3 separate regions of the Drosophila melanogaster genome follow, and regions 2 and 3 are each linked to region 1. A link is a contact called in public Hi-C data. All regions are on one chromosome and are shown on one strand. The core of a region is the stretch at or near the end of the contact, and the rest is flanking DNA. Distances in the headings are between cores, read along the strand shown. Region 1 holds the start of Dsp1 (Dorsal switch protein 1). Region 2 holds the start of CycD (Cyclin D). Region 3 holds the start of SMC3 (Structural maintenance of chromosomes 3).

The links. Hi-C and Micro-C count contacts between places; a contact is called where the count stands out from the background.
Region 2: a Hi-C map of the Kc167 cell line shows a contact between it and region 1, with 2.1 times the contacts expected there. The contact joins the promoter of CycD here to the promoter of Dsp1 in region 1. A contact is called at or near these places in 2 of 107 Hi-C or Micro-C datasets (the Kc167 cell line and embryonic neurons).
Region 3: a contact with region 1 is called in a Hi-C map of the Kc167 cell line, with 2.1 times the contacts expected there. The contact joins the promoter of SMC3 here to the promoter of Dsp1 in region 1. A contact is called at or near these places in 3 of 107 Hi-C or Micro-C datasets (the Kc167 cell line and embryo).

Annotation. Positions count from the first base shown.
Region 1 is chrX:16,332,065-16,335,155 of dm6, forward strand. Dsp1 (Dorsal switch protein 1) reads left to right here and starts at 1,548. Exons shown (of 7, transcript NM_206762.3): 1 at 1,548-1,699; 2 at 2,237-2,349. The coding sequence starts at 2,326. CG9921 reads right to left here and starts at 1,536. Exons shown (of 3, transcript NM_001272680.2): 1 at 1,311-1,536; 2 at 1-58.
Region 2 is chrX:15,908,112-15,911,202 of dm6, forward strand. It overlaps CycD (Cyclin D), which reads right to left and starts at 1,565. Exons shown (of 5, transcript NM_167473.2): 1 at 426-1,565; 2 at 1-207. The coding sequence starts at 998. Lrp4 (LDL receptor related protein 4) reads left to right here and starts at 2,759. Exons shown (of 14, transcript NM_001169298.2): 1 at 2,759-2,877.
Region 3 is chrX:16,592,015-16,595,105 of dm6, forward strand. SMC3 (Structural maintenance of chromosomes 3) reads right to left here and starts at 1,425. Exons shown (of 5, transcript NM_078650.3): 1 at 1,338-1,425; 2 at 1,146-1,260; 3 at 930-1,069; 4 at 1-732. The coding sequence starts at 1,352. It overlaps Ubc7 (Ubiquitin conjugating enzyme 7), which reads left to right and starts at 1,663. Exons shown (of 4, transcript NM_001298405.1): 1 at 1,663-2,029; 2 at 2,092-2,173; 3 at 2,257-2,516; 4 at 2,677-3,091. The coding sequence starts at 1,987. The coding sequence ends at 2,795.

The sequences.
Region 1 (3,091 bases), core at 298-2,797:
AAGCGATAGTTTTCTCGAACTATCACGACTTCCAAAACGACAAACATCAAGAAACGTTCTGAGATTGAAACAAGCCATGAATGGAAAAACGTTATTTTTAAATAAACAACGCCTTTTTTTTCTTTCTTTTTTTTAATATATTTGCTATAATATAACTATATTACATGTATTAACATTTGATATGGTTCACACCCTTTACCAAAATTACACATCTACTAATTTGTCTATACCTTTTTTTAACATAATAAAACTAGCAGCAAATAATACTTTATTTCCCTAAGAAATAAATATACCTGAATTTTTTAGAACGAAATTAATTTCACCATTTAAAATAATTTATATTGTTTTAATTCGAAGAAACCAGAACAGGGCTGGTATTTTAAAGTATTTCGAAGTCAATAAATATTAAAATATACATATATAAATAATCGATTTAAACAAATAATTTAAAAAACCGCAAATAAATTTTAAAGCGAAAATCTTAAGTATAGTATGGAAAAATTAATAAATAATTTTAATGGCCAATATAATTGAGATTTTATTTTTTTTTTTGGATTTTTGTGACCTCATACATTACAAACATACACACATGCATTACTCCTTCTCTCTGTATGACAGAGAGAATTGAGGGAGAATTTGTTTTAAAACATAAGAGAACATTTTTTTCTCTTTCGAATTCGAATTGAAAGTACAGTCAGACGGGAACACACAAAATGAAAATGTGTATGTGTATGTAGCGGGTCGCTGCGATGTACATATGTTTGTGTGTTCCACACGTATGTACATACAGCTGCGTTCGTGGAAATAGCACTGAAAGGCATCAAACGGTTTTTTTCCGTATTCCCTTTTGTTAATTAATTTTTTTTTTCGCTTCGTCTTCTGTGTCGCAAAACAAGCAAAGCAGTTACAAATGGCTTTTTGTACCTGCACTGCTCTTTAACAAAACATATAATTTCAGTAATTAATATGAACTTATTCATTCTGAAAAACCGCTTGACAAATTGAACATAGCATTCATATAAAATCATCAATTTAGAAAGTGGCGGTCATATGCACTACTATTAGCATGAGCACAGTTGTATATGCTTGGCTATGTATCAATGTGTTTGCATTGATGCATATCGGTTTTGTAGAATTCGTCGCATTAACGAATGTAGCTGGCAGTTAAAAATAAGATATGTATGTTTAAAATAAATTTTGGCCCTAAGAACTGTGTAATGTACATATGCATACATACAGTTCTGTATTTTTCCCACACTCCACACACTCCATAGTTTGTATGTTTGGCACGCCAGCGTTTATGTACATACCCGTGATCGTATGTTTGTATGAAAGTAACAGGCCAAAAAGTTTTATAAGGCCTTTTCCCTCCACCACGTGTATGTACATATGTATGTATATGACACTGAGCGCTCTCTCAGCAACACTAATTCTACCAACAAAATGACTATAACGACTCTCTTCGCGCTCTCGCTCTCCCGCACACACGCACACCAGCAAAGAATTGCGCACACAGTCCAACGCAACGCAACGCATACACATTTATCCGCCCGTTTGGATTTGGAAGCACAGTGAGAAGGTAAGGCAGAGACGGCAATTCAATTCAATTCATTCGTTGTTGGTACGAGCGGCGCGCGAACCAACCTCATATATTGTATTTTCCGCATTCGCATTGATACGATACCATACTGTGTGCTGTGTACTGTGTACTGTATAGCATATATACCATACCACACCAACAAAACACAAGCGATACGATACGATACAATAAACTCAGCGTATGCAGCGCTGTTTGTTTATTTTTTACAAGCTAAATACAAACGACAAAACAAATCCGCAAAGCCGCCCGCGTTTCGCGTTTTCCCAACCAAAAAAACAAATAAAATCAAACAACAAATAAGCGAAAAAGGCCTAGACAAAAAAAAAGAAGTACAAAAAAACAACGTGCATTGTGAAATTCTTAAATTTTCGAATTTCATTTCGAAGTTTTGGCTTGTGCCGTGTTCCTTTTTTTCCTTGTAACGTGCATCATACATTCGCGTTTGTGGCCGTACATGCATACATACATGCAATAATCAATACAATACGACGTACAACAAACTGCGTAGAACAGTATTAAAAAAAGGAAAACAGACAAAAAAACTGGCTTAAGACTCGACTCCAATTTGCGTTGGTGTGCGTATTACATACATACGTACTTGTGCTAAAACTAAATATATATGCTTTAACCATTTAGGAATAAAAGTGAAAGATATAGAACGGAAATCCCAGTATAAAGCCAATCCACGATTGAAACATTCGGACTAGATCCGAAATCTCACAGTTATGGAACACTTTCATCAAATACAGGTAAGCTTGTGTGCAGGTATACGGCGTTTTATTTAAAACACACACGCACGCACACACAAACACACATTTATATACACTCATGGCACAACACACATACAATCATGGGCGCGTTTATGTATAGGTTGCCGCGTTTTAATCATTTTCCCGCCAAACGACAATGTATAATTAACAAAAAAGCCAGGCACCTATTTATTTATTATTTATTTGGATATTTCGGCACCTGATTGCCTTTTCTCAGCCGCAGTGGAAACTTTTTGTGAATATATATGCTGCATACATACTTACATACGTATGTACATGCAAGCGCTTGTACATCCATTGCGTCTCGCTTTTGTTTTTAGTTATTAAGTAAATCGGCATGTTACTAAATGCAAAAAGTGTACGCCTATGTATGTGCAAGTATGCATACAAACAAAAAAGCGACGCTGTACAATCAAAATTGTATTTTGCGTGCGCATCCAAGTCCGCCATTTTTCTTATTAGTTTGTATAAATATACAAATATGTACATTTATACCAAGAATCGTGAATGCCTTGATGTAAACGGTAAACCGCATTGCTTTTCGTTTCTTATGAAATATGCTGGCAAAATGCGATGCACGTTTTTTTGCATGCCTATTGATGTACGTAAATAGATACAATGTGCAAAAATAAGGAAAATATGATGTACATAAAAAAAATACATACACATATAAAAACCTGTATATGAAAAGACCCAAATCACAGGCTTGCGTAATCCGAAA
Region 2 (3,091 bases), core at 315-2,814, 420 kb before region 1:
GTAGATGCTGTTGTCCGTGTAAACAACGAGTAGATCCACCGAAAGAGCACGACAGCTGGGTTCACGGAGCTTTGAAGCCAGTAAGAGGCAAGCTGCGGCCAAAATTTGTAGCTGGGTCTTGCGTACTGATTTGCTCGAAAGAAATCGATCCATGTAATTTAATGCCAGTAATACGACCTCTTCCTGGCAATTTTCCTCGGCACACACCTGTGAACATGTATTCAATTAATGAACGAAAAGGGTAGTCAAAATATTGTAATGGGTGTGCGATAAGGACTACTAAAACAAACACTAATTAATGAAGTTCTTGGAAACTTCCATCTATTTGGTAATATTTTCTAACAGATTATAAATAATGCGTATATCACAGTCGGCTAGCTTGATATGATTTGGATGCTGTATCTACATTTCGTTTAATTACTCACTTCCATCATCCATTCGGCGACAATTTTGCGCATCGGTGGCGTAATATCCTTCTGGATGCTAAAGTACGTGTCGGGAATTTTGTGGTGCTTCTCCTCGACCTTGAGGAAATTCTCCAGACACCGATCCGAATACAATGTGGGATCCCCGATGGCAGTGTTCACGTTGTCGGTTGCGGGTGGATCGGCTGTTGTGGTCAGGCGTTCGTCGAGTCGTTGGCAATGTGACGTCGGTGGCTCCTGGCTGATGTAACGCGGATAACTTTGGATTGATTGGGTCGCTGTCGGTGGTGGTGGCGGCGGTGGTGGAGGTGGCGGAGGCGGCTCCAATTGTTCTGGATTTTTCGCAGCCGAGTCCACGGACGCGTATATATACACCAGCTCCTTCATATTGCACACTACGGCATTGTTCTGGGCATCCGGATGGGAATCGGATTCCGCGTCCCCCAAGGATGAACATATCGATGATTGATCCCGAATGATCGCCGGTGAGGACATTTGCTGCTGTCGTTTGTTCAAACGATACAATGATGGATCTGATTCGTAGACTATGATTTCCGAGCATAAAAGATCCATTATATCGGCCATACGTTCCGTTTAAAGCTATGGATTCTATGGATCGCCGCACTCTCAAGCCATTTATGTGTGCCGATTTATCAGGAACTTTGGGTAACTCCGATATGGGAACACTGCGTACAATAGGAAATGATCGTACATAAGTACATACATACATATGTATGTTGCAACCTTCTTTTCACATTTAATTCAAGTATTTGCTCAAGTATGGGCACACTGCGGGCATATGTGTTTAGTCCTGTGGGAGCACTAGAGTATAGCATATAACCCTAATACCTTGACTTATTCATATGCACATTACATTATTTACATATTTTTTCGACCTGCTCAGAAATAACTCGTTCATTTCACACTATGTACTTATGTACATGTACATGCATGGCTATGTACGATCAGCTCGAGAACAAAAGTTTTCACTTACGCCTATTCTCGGAATTCTGGTTATATACAAACGGCACAGCACTTCATGGAGTAATGTAAATTAACTATTAAAAAAGTATACTCGAAGTTGCACACGTTTGCCACTTAACCGGCGTGGACAAAGCATTTATGTGAACCAGATAGTTACACCTTATGGCAGAAAAAAACTAGTTCAGCATGCCGTCATCGGAGTTATATCTCTTGCTCACTGCGATCAGTAAAACATATCGATCTTCATCGGTTATTAGTATAGTACTATCCTTTGCAATGAAAGGCAAGCGAAATACGTTGAAAAGGGGAACCTCCTCATTGCGTTTCCAACTTGTTGCTTGTGAAATATGTTTCACTTAGGGTTGTTATTAGAACATTAAAAACTTATAATCCATCAATGGGTTTGATGGACTATAAAAGGGTCTTACCCTTATAATAAAAACAAAGTTCTTCTAATTGCACTACTTTTTTTCTTAAATAAGCTTTTTGTTATACGATCTTACGAACTTACTCTTGATGTGAATTTCACATCACTCAAGTGTTCCAATTACTCCAGCAAAATCAAAAATACTAAAATATGCTAGGGCGTTGCCACCCTGCATTCATGTAAGGATGGTACTGACAGTCGATCTTTCGGCATGTCATACATTTAACGATCGTGGTCCACGACAAAATGGTCAGTAATGCAAAACTCACTGGCATCACCCTACTAGGTTGAATCGTGATCAAAACACCCTTATTAAATTCCGTTTAAATGGCCGGAACCTGTTGATTAAATGGCAGGTTGTTCGAAAGAGTCGTAAATAAATGAATGCTGCACTTAAAGATCCTGTACCGCTTACAAAAAGCATTGAACTGCTGTTATTTTCTTTAGGGTTGTACTTAAACAGTTTTAGATGACAAACAGTAAGACATGTAAGAAACCTAAAATAATTTCACTAAAAAAATTCTAAAAGCAATTGTAAAAAAAAGATATAATCTTTGCTGCTTTGTTTAATAATTAATAAGATATTGATAAAAGGGTAAAAAGCTTTCGCGACTTAGGAATGCCAGGTTAATGATAAACAAAAGTAACCTGTGGATCCCTTCCGAGAAATGATGTACCGATATATGTACACATCGAGATTAAAATGGACTTCCATGTCCATTGTCCTAATTTCGGTGCTGCAGTTTTTTGTTGTTTTTTAGGAAAAACTGCAGCGTGGAGAATGCTTTCAATGATACAATCCTTAATTGGGTTCGCATTTTGCTAACTTAGTTGTTGCAAATTAATTTACCCTCACTCTCGGCACACAGACAAAAGCTCGCTTCCCAGAAAAAGCTTAAGGATTCAGAGAAAACTTTGAAACAGCACACGAGAGTTGAGTGGAACACTCGCGTCCGCCGACTTCGCTTTCCGTCAGAGGGATGCTGTAATCCCCTGAAATTTTATATTCGTTATATTCCCGAAGAAGACAAGAGACGTGCTGTACGAAAATAATTTTTCATTCACGTAAATTACCCACACAAATGTGTGTGGAACAATTAGCTGATTCAATTGTTCTCGCCCGCCACTTGCTAATTGGAATCGAAAAGTGTCAAAGTTTCAGGAGGTTCTTTTTGTTTAATAATACTGTGTTTAATATGCATATGTTCGCGTGTGTGGTGCTCATGACATACATACATAAATGCCAACAAAGTCC
Region 3 (3,091 bases), core at 175-2,674, 260 kb after region 1:
CTTAAGGTTCTTAAGCTCCTGGTCAGCCCGCTCCTTGGACTTGTTGTCGCCCTGAACCTCGTCATTTAGATCGACAATGGTTAGGTCTAGTTTCGTTTTCTCGCGCAGTAACTGTTGCTGCTCCGTCATCAGTACGGAGCGCTCCTCCTTTGTGCTCTGCACTTTCTTCTTTGCCTCTTTAAGGTTCTTTTGCACATCCTTGATCTTCTCTTGTGCCTTCTGAATCTCAATGTTGTAGATCTTCTTTTTGTCCGAGGACGACTTGCGCTGCAGCTGGAGCTCGTCGAGAGCCTTCTTGGTGTCCTTCAGCTCGGTTTCGTAGCGTATATACTCTAGCGTGCGGCGCGTCTTGTCCCACTTCTGGTACTCCTTTAGCTCTTCCTTCTCCTCTTCGAGCGTCTGGAGCCGATCCTCGATGGTCTTTAGGTACTCGCTGATTTTCTCCACCTTGCTGTCCGTCTCGCGCAATAGATTTAACGACTCCTCCTTCCGTTCGTCGTAAACACGCGTTCCCGCGACTTCGCGTAGCAGCTTGAGACGATAGGAATCGGCGGCAGTTGCCATCTGATTGATTTTGCCCTGCTTGACAATGTAGTAGGGATTTGAACTGGAAAAACCAGCCGATTCCAGCAGATTGACCACCTCATTGCGCGGCACCACCTTCTTGTTGAGGAAGTACTGGTCCTTTTTGGCGCCAATCACGCGCCGCAGAAAGATCTCTTCTTTGTCGATCTACAAAATAAGCGTAGCGTCAGTTATGAAGTGGCTAGAAATGTTTGCCTATAAGTTTGAATATTATGAGAAGATGCTATGAGCGGGTTGCTTTAGAGGATTTTGAGCGATATGTTACAACCATTGACTACATCTTCCAAGGCAGTAGAGTTCTTGCAAAGACTATGTTTTCTGGGTCACTTGGTTTGACTACTCACTGGAACTCGGTTGTCCGAGTTGTCGAAGATGATCTCCACATAGGCGGAGATGACGCGGGCACCTGTTCCCTCGTGCAGAAGCGACTGACGCTGCTCCGGCCGCAAGTGGGTGAACTCATCGCTTAGCACAAACTGGATGGCTGCAAAGTGGATGGGATAGCATTAGGGTCGATTAAATATGGTTAGCTGAACAGGCAGGCTGGAGCTGATACTAACCGTAGAAGAAGTTGCTCTTCCCGGAGCCATTACGTCCAACAACAACGTTATGGCGCTTGTCGAATGGTTCCACCACCGTCTGGTCCTTGTAACTCTTGAAGCCTTGTATAATAATCTGGAATTAACGGGTGGATTTCAGATCTTCGGTGTCCAATGGGTGGCCAGGAGCATGGCCGTCATTTCAACACTCACCTGCTTGATGTGCATCTTATTATATGCGATTTTTTGCACAAAATCGCGCTCTTTTTGTTTTACAACAAATACATAAATAATATCGACTCGGGCAGCGACTTATCGATGTTTGCGTTTCACTATCGATGTCATCGATATCCCAACTTTGAAAAACACTGGCTTGCAATCGAACCAAAAATTCAAATGATATAAAACAAAAAAATAATTTTAAATTTTACAACTAAAAGTGTCCATCAATAATGGTTTAAGAAGCAAACAAATAATTAATTTAATAAGGTAGTTTGAAGGTGTGAAATACTAAAACAACGATAGCCGACGTTATCGAATCGAATCGATTACTCTTGTTAAATTCACTCAGTACAGATATATTTTTATAGAAAGCCACTCGATTCATTCGATATAAATAAACACGGAACACCGTTTGTGTTTATTATATTACGACGTGTCTGTATTTTGACCCGTGCCCGAGGATCTGGAAAGTTCGCGATTGCCGCCAAAACAAGCAAGGACCCCATTCGGGTGTAGCAGGTGCAGGAGCAGGTGGACAGGAAACGGAGAAGCAGCTGAAGGAAACTCAAAGGAAGTGGTCACAGTGGGGAGAAGGAGCCCGTGAACTGAACCATCATCATTACCATCGAGCGCATTTAGGATGGCTGGGTCCGCACTGCGCCGCCTGATGGCGGAATACAAACGTGAGTCGAAAGTCCACAGGGCAGCAACAGCTTTCCCTTACCACCGCTCCGATCATCTCCAGAGTTAACACTTGACCCGCCCGAGGGCATTGTGGCCGGCCCCATCAGCGAGGACAACTTCTTCGAGTGGGAGGCACTGATTGCGTGAGTTAAGATCCCCGAACGATCGACACGGATCGGACAGATGTGGACAGATTAACCCATTAATTGCACTTTGCCCTTTGCAGCGGACCTGAGGGCACTTGTTTCGAGGGCGGAGTGTTTCCTGCCCGGCTCATCTTTCCGACCGACTATCCTCTGAGTCCGCCTAAAATGAAATTCACTTGTGACATGTTCCATCCCAACATATTCGCCGACGGGCGGGTCTGCATATCAATACTACACGCACCCGGCGACGATCCCATGGGCTACGAGCTATCCGCGGAGCGCTGGAGTCCTGTCCAGAGCGTGGAGAAGATTTTGCTTAGTGTGGTCAGCATGCTGGCGGGTAAGAAAAAAGTCACAATAAAGTCTTAAGGGCAATTCCAACGGGGGTATCTACTTCCAAGTTCATTTGTTCACTAGATTATATGGTTGATCATGCCGATAGTTCACTTCACTTGTTCATTCCTTAAGTTCAAACTGATGTCGTTCATTTTTGCCCACAGAACCCAACGATGAGAGCGGCGCTAATGTGGATGCAGCAATTATGTGGCGCGAACAGAGGGATGAGTTCAACGCCATCGCCCGACGGCTGGTGCGCAAAACTCTTGGTTTACCGGCGTAAATGGATCATGTGCGTCACCGTCAATACTTTCTACCCTGAACAACACGATTCCAACAACTCGCTAACCCATAGTTTTCTCAAAAATCCCTCGTTGAGCTAACCGACACAAGTTTCAAATTAGCAAAAATGAAGAACCTAACGTCAAAATCGACTAACTCAAGTTTATCTAGCACACTGACTGCCTCACCGGACTTAACTGGAGGGCCTATTACCTGAAGTACATCACTGGTAGTTGGACACGAGGCCAGGTGAAGGCGGAGTGAGAAGTTGGCAAGAAAAGTGAAAATTCTAATAAT